2 separate regions of the Mus musculus genome follow, and region 2 is linked to region 1. Evidence: chromatin contacts called from public promoter capture Hi-C data. All regions are on one chromosome and are shown on one strand. Each heading gives the region's core, a stretch centred on a gene start, on an enhancer-like site or on the middle of the called end of the contact. The rest is flanking DNA. Distances are from core to core; before and after follow the strand shown.

The links. Promoter capture Hi-C pulls out the DNA fragments that hold promoters and counts their contacts.
Region 2: a promoter capture Hi-C map of 3T3-L1-derived adipocytes shows a contact between it and region 1, with 2.2 times the contacts expected there. The contact joins the enhancer-like site here to the promoter of Pan3 in region 1. A contact is called at or near these places in 4 of 39 promoter capture datasets (the 3T3-L1 cell line, 3T3-L1-derived adipocytes, the HPC-7 cell line and 1 more), 1 of 484 Hi-C or Micro-C datasets (bone marrow-derived DN2 thymocytes), 2 of 115 datasets of contacts at active chromatin or transcription factors (bone marrow-derived macrophages and stem cell-derived neural progenitor cells) and 1 of 9 other capture datasets (liver).

The regions. Positions count from the first base shown.
Region 1 is chr5:147,428,733-147,431,432 of GRCm38.p6, reverse strand. It overlaps Pan3 (PAN3 poly(A) specific ribonuclease subunit), which reads right to left and starts at 1,277. Exons shown (of 19, transcript NM_028291.5): 1 at 424-1,277. The coding sequence starts at 853.
Region 2 is chr5:147,747,006-147,749,705 of GRCm38.p6, reverse strand. All of the region lies in intron 1 of Gm35541 (a long non-coding RNA gene), which reads left to right. Among named protein-coding and RNA genes, the nearest start is that of Gm35541, 4.9 kb to the left of the region's middle. Within about 2 kb of position 1,410, at least 75 of the 459 cell types and tissues checked have an H3K27ac peak or open chromatin away from gene starts, as enhancers often do. A contact at or near this core is called in 3T3-L1-derived adipocytes, bone marrow-derived macrophages, liver and 1 more, where this site is marked.

The DNA of each region.
Region 1 (2,700 bases), core at 28-2,527:
CACGCGAGCACGCACCGACACATGTGCTCGCAGACCCAGCCCCTTTCCACGCACACGCGCGCGCGCGCGCACACACACACACACACACACACACACAAACCCGGAAGCGACACCCCCTTGCTTCCACTCCGCAGCCCATCCCCCCTGCTCCCCGCACCCCACTCCCAGCGCCCCCCACCCCACCCCAATTACACCACGACCGTCCGTCCACCCACGCTCCCGGGAACCCGCCTCCCCTAGCTCCGGGGTTTGCCCCGAGCGGCGGAGCCCAGAGAGGAAACAGGAAGAAGGAAGGAGGGCTGCGCAGGGCCTAGGCCTCTCCTGCGGCCCGGAGGTGAGGGGAAGCGGGCAGGCTCAGGCCTCCTCCCCGCGCCCGGACCGCACCAACCCCGCACCGCACCACCCCGCCCGGGCCTCACTTACTCGCCACCCGCGGGCCATCGAGTCCGCCGCCCGCGGTCGCCGCCCCCGGGACGCCCAGCTCCGGCTTCTTGGGCCCCGCGGGCGGCCCCGCTCCCCCGCCCGGGAGCGCTCCCGGAGGAAAGGCGGCCCCGGCCGCGGCCGCTAGCGCCAGCGGGACGCTGTTGCTATGGAGGCCAAGCCCCGGGGCCGCGCCGGCGGCTGGGTCCTCGTGCAGGAACTGACACTCCTCGCCGTAGAAGCACGTCTTGTCCTTGGCGTAGTAGCGGCAGTACTTGAGCTTCACGCCCGCCGCCGCCGCCGGCCCGCCGGGGACGCCCCCGACGCCCGACGAGGCCGCCACCGCCACCGCCACGGCCGCCGCCAGCGAGGACGACGACGGCGAGGCAGCGGCCGAGGGCGGCGGGAGGCCACCGCCGCCGCCACTGTTCATGGCCACGCCGCAGCCGCGTCCCCCGCCGCCACCATAGACGAGGGCGGGAAGGAGCCGCCGCCGGAGCCGGATGGAAGCCGGGCGGGCGGGTTGGGCCCCGCTGAGGGAGCCGGAGCCGCCCGGGGAGGGGGAAGGGCGGGCGGGCGGCGAGCAGGGATTCTCCCTCTCCCTCTCCGCTGTCCTTAAAGGGGCCGCGCGGGACGCCGCGGTGGGCGCGCGGCCGGGGCTGCGGGGAGAAACGACCCTGAGGCGGCGGCGACCGGAAGCTGTGGGGCAAAGGCACGGCGGGAGGGAGCCGCCGGTTTGTTTTTAAACTCTTGCCCTCCGCTCGCTCGTCGGCTCGCGCTCCGGGTCCTCCCGACTTGTTTATGCCATTTTCCTCTTCCTGAGACGCTCGCCGCCTCTGCGCCTGCGCGAGTGGCGCGGGGCCTTGTGGGTAGGAGGCCTGGCCCGGGGGTGGGGGACCGCAGGCGTGGCCCCCACGGGGCGTCCGCGAGCTGACCGGAGGCGGTTGCTTCAGCCCGAGCCCTCGGAGGGAGGCCTTCCCCACGGCGGCGGCGCCGAGGCTCTCACGAGACCCGGTGGTAGTCCGCTTGGAGGGGAAAACACAAAATGACAGTCCGTCTCAGGTCCTTGGAAGGGGACGCAGCCCAACCTCGCTCCCCGGAGAGGAGAGTTTGCTTCCGTTTGTCACGTTTCCTCTCCCTTTCCCTGTGCTCCGCCACCCCTCTAGCCTTTGTTTTTTTTTTTTTGTTTTTTTTTTTTAAATCCTCCCCCTCGAAGGTGATGGACTACTGGCCAGATAGCCTTAGCTTCTGGGCTCTTTGTCAAAAGATGGAGCCAGAACCCTGGATGCCACCAAACCCCTGCTTAGAGCAGCACCTGTTTCCTCCGCTTTGATGGCCCTCGGGATTTTTTTCTCTCAAAGGTGCCACCTGGGACAGTGCTACCTTGGCAGCACGGGAAGACCCAATTCCAAATGTGCTGGAATGTTTTCCTACTCTGCATTCGAAATTCACTTTTTAAAAAAAAGTTTTCCCCTCATTGATTTCCAATTTGCTCCCCCCACCACCACCTTTTTTTAAAGGGGAGAGGCGTGAAGACAATTGAACCGCAGTGAAGTGAAAAATTGATATTAGGGTTTTAGAAATCTTCTCTAAAAGATTTTCTCAAAAGACAAATCCCTGTTATGAAAAGGACGGGTGTGGGCAGCATTTAAGGAATCGTGGCAGCCTGACGAAGTCACAAAAGAATATATAAAGTTTCACACTGCCAAAAGGGTGAGGTTGAGATGCATGCTATATAGATCCCAATCTGGTAAGCCTAGTGATGCTGCCCAGGGAAATTCTAAGCTGCTATCTCTGCGTGGACGCAGTGTTCACTCATTTAAATATCCAACAGGTATTTGTTAATGTTAATTACATGTTCCCAAGGAGCTGGGGATGCAAAAGTTAACCAGATGCAGTCGGACCTGAATTCAGAGGGCTTATTTATCCTCCGGCTAATGAGGCATAAGATGTGAATTAGTGTCTAGTGTTAACATCAGCTGTTAGAGGGGATTTAAAGAGTTGAACTCCTACTGAGAACTGTTGGGGAGTGGGGAGAGTGTTTACAGCATCCTTGAATTCAGACCTGCCTTTGGAACCTGCTTGCTTCTCTGTGTCTCCTTTGTACATTTGAGATTAAGTAAGTATCCACTTCATAATGAGCGAAGTGGTTCATAAAAATGTCCCGTGTTTGGGAAGAATTCAATCTAGCACTTGCTTTTTATTGCTGCTAGGTGTGTAGAGAAAGAGCATTCTAGCCGAAGCTAACAGCTTGTGAAGGAGGTCTCCAGGTGAATGGGG
Region 2 (2,700 bases), core at 161-2,660, 320 kb before region 1:
CCTTCTCTTTGAAAAGTGCCCCCACCCCAGCACTTTAGAAAAATCCCTGCAAGGGGGGGGGGCAACATTTAGGATGTAAATAACTAAAATATATTAATTTTAAGAAAAAGAAAAATCCCTTGCTACCCCTAAGAATTAAGAGTCATACTGGCTTTTAGACATAGTGTGCCATTCTGCACCCAACCTGTTGAAGCATTTATGACTATTTAGTTTGTTTTAAGTATTTTTTATATGTATGAGTGTTTTCCTGATGTGTGTCAATGTACCACATGTGTGCCTGGTGCCCTGGAACTGGAGTTACAGACAGTTCAGAGATGCCATGTGGATGCTGGGAACTGAACCTGGGTCTTCTGCAAGAACAGCAAGCTCTTTTAACTGTGGAGCCATCTCTCCGGCTCCTCAATTATTTATATAACCCAACAAGAAAATGATCCTTAAAGGAACACCTTGTATGTAGGGTCTGATGGAGATAAACATGAGTAAACTGGCAACAAGGCAAAAAAATAAAATAAAATAAAATTCCAAAGGTCAAAGGTCATCCATTCAGCCCATTAATTGAAACTCAGAGCGCCAATGACGTTCTGTGGTGTGTAAGGCGGGTGGAGAAGCGGCAGCTACTGCAGGTGTCTTCTAGTTCAGGTCCCGATGCTCAGCAGAGGTTTGCAAATATCTGCCCTAGACAAATGATTATCGCACAGAGCAGGTTGCTCCCCCAAGCCTATAGAGTGAGCACTCCCCCCCCCCCTCCTCAACCCTTAACTGTTTGCCCTGAACTAGGTGTGAATTAACAGGAAAAGGAACCTTAGAAAAGACCCGGGAAGAGCTAGGCATGAACAGGGGAAGGTTCGAATCCACCATGGTTCTTCATCTGGACCTGGTAGCCCCAACTCCCAAGTCTCCACCTGTTCCTACTCCCTGCGAGCATCTCTGCTTCCCATGATAGCTGTTTGCAGGCTGCTTCCCGCAGTCTTCTTGCTCACAAAAGCATTAACCAGGATTTCAATAGAGTGAGCCAGGGGCTCCGTGTTTTCCTGGGGCATCAGTGAAAACTTTCAGCTTGTGTCGTTCCCCGCAGCAGACTGGATGCTGAGCGGCTGAATGGCACTTTGCCTTTTAGTGCCTGCTTGGCTCACTTAGGTGAATTATTGGTCAATTATTTTCTTCTTGCCCCCTTGCAACCATCAGCAAAGCTGTTCCTTGCCTCCAGTCAGAAGTAAGTGTAATGAACTAGGCCACTTAACTCCAAGACTTGACGACAAAATGTCCCGTGGACCTTGGGGTCTTCCGGGCTCTGCTCGCCGCCCCTCCCCCACTCTGTTCCCGATTTGGATCCAGCTGACTCCCTGCCTCCAGCCTGCCTCCTAGGACGGTCGCCAGGTCTGTTCTGTTTCTGGGGCTGGGTTGCCAGCTTAGTCAGACACCTCTTGCTTAATAGTTTCTTATGAAATCTGTCCACCCAAATTCTCACTGTTCTGTTCTGCCCACGTTGTCACAAATCCTTCAGCTCAGGTTCCTGTTCTCATTGTTGATGAGTTTCCAGGGCTTGCGCCAATGATTGCGGTCTCCTGTGGACGCCTCTGCAGCCCGAGCATCCTCAATAGGGGCTTCCCCCAGCCACGGCCACGACTCTGCTCAGTTGCTGGGGCTTTCTTCTTCAGTTGAAGCTTACGCTCAGCGCTCAAACCTTTGCAAAAGGAGATAAGTCTACGTGAAAATAAAATGGAAGGATCGTATTTATTATGAATGTCTTAAAAAATATTGACATGAGTCACAGGACACAAAATGTGAGATGGCCTTGCAGGTTCACATAGCTTGGTTTTATTCTATGGGCCCTGTTCACAATTTAACTGACGCGTTTGAACCCGGTGAGCACATTCGATTGAAATATTTAATTGATTTATTTTTATTTCTTTACTTTTGCAGTTATGGAGACCAAATCCAGGGCTGTGTGCATGCTAGCCGGGCAAGCACTCTCCCACTAAGCTATCCATCTTGGATTTTTATTTGATTTTTAAAATTGTGTTTCTTATCACTGTGTCATCATACACAAGAGGAAGCCAGAGGACAGCTTTGTGGGGTCGGTTCTCTCTTTTAAGAACTAAGTTCCTGGGGCAGGAGAAATGTCTCAATGGTTAAGAGCACTGGCTGCTCTTCCAGAGGTCCTGAGTTCAATTCCCAGCAACTACATGGTGGCTCACAACCATATGTAATGGGATCTAATGCCCTCTTCTGACATGCAGACAGAGTGCTCATATGCATAAAATAAATAAATAAATCTGGAAAAACAAAACAAAACAAAAACCTAAGCCCCTCAGGCTTTATCTGCTGGCCCATCTTACCAGCCCCATTTAAATGCCCAAATTCTTCCACAAAACCTGGTAAGTCCAAGAGGATACTTTATCTATAAGCAAATAAATTATGCATATAAAACATGAGACTGTAGGTTTTTGGTTTGAAGTCCTGCTTTTTGTTTTGTTTTTGAAAGAATATGTGTGTGTGTGTATATATATATATGTACTCTATTCAGACACACCAGAAGAGGGCATCGGGTCCCATTACAGATGGTTGTGAGCCACCATGTGGTTGCTGGGAATTGAACTCAGGACCTCTGGAAGAGCAGCCAATGCTCTTAACCACTGAGCCATCTTTCCAGCCTTGAGCTTCTGCTTTTTAAGGCAGATTTGTAATATCTTGGTATAT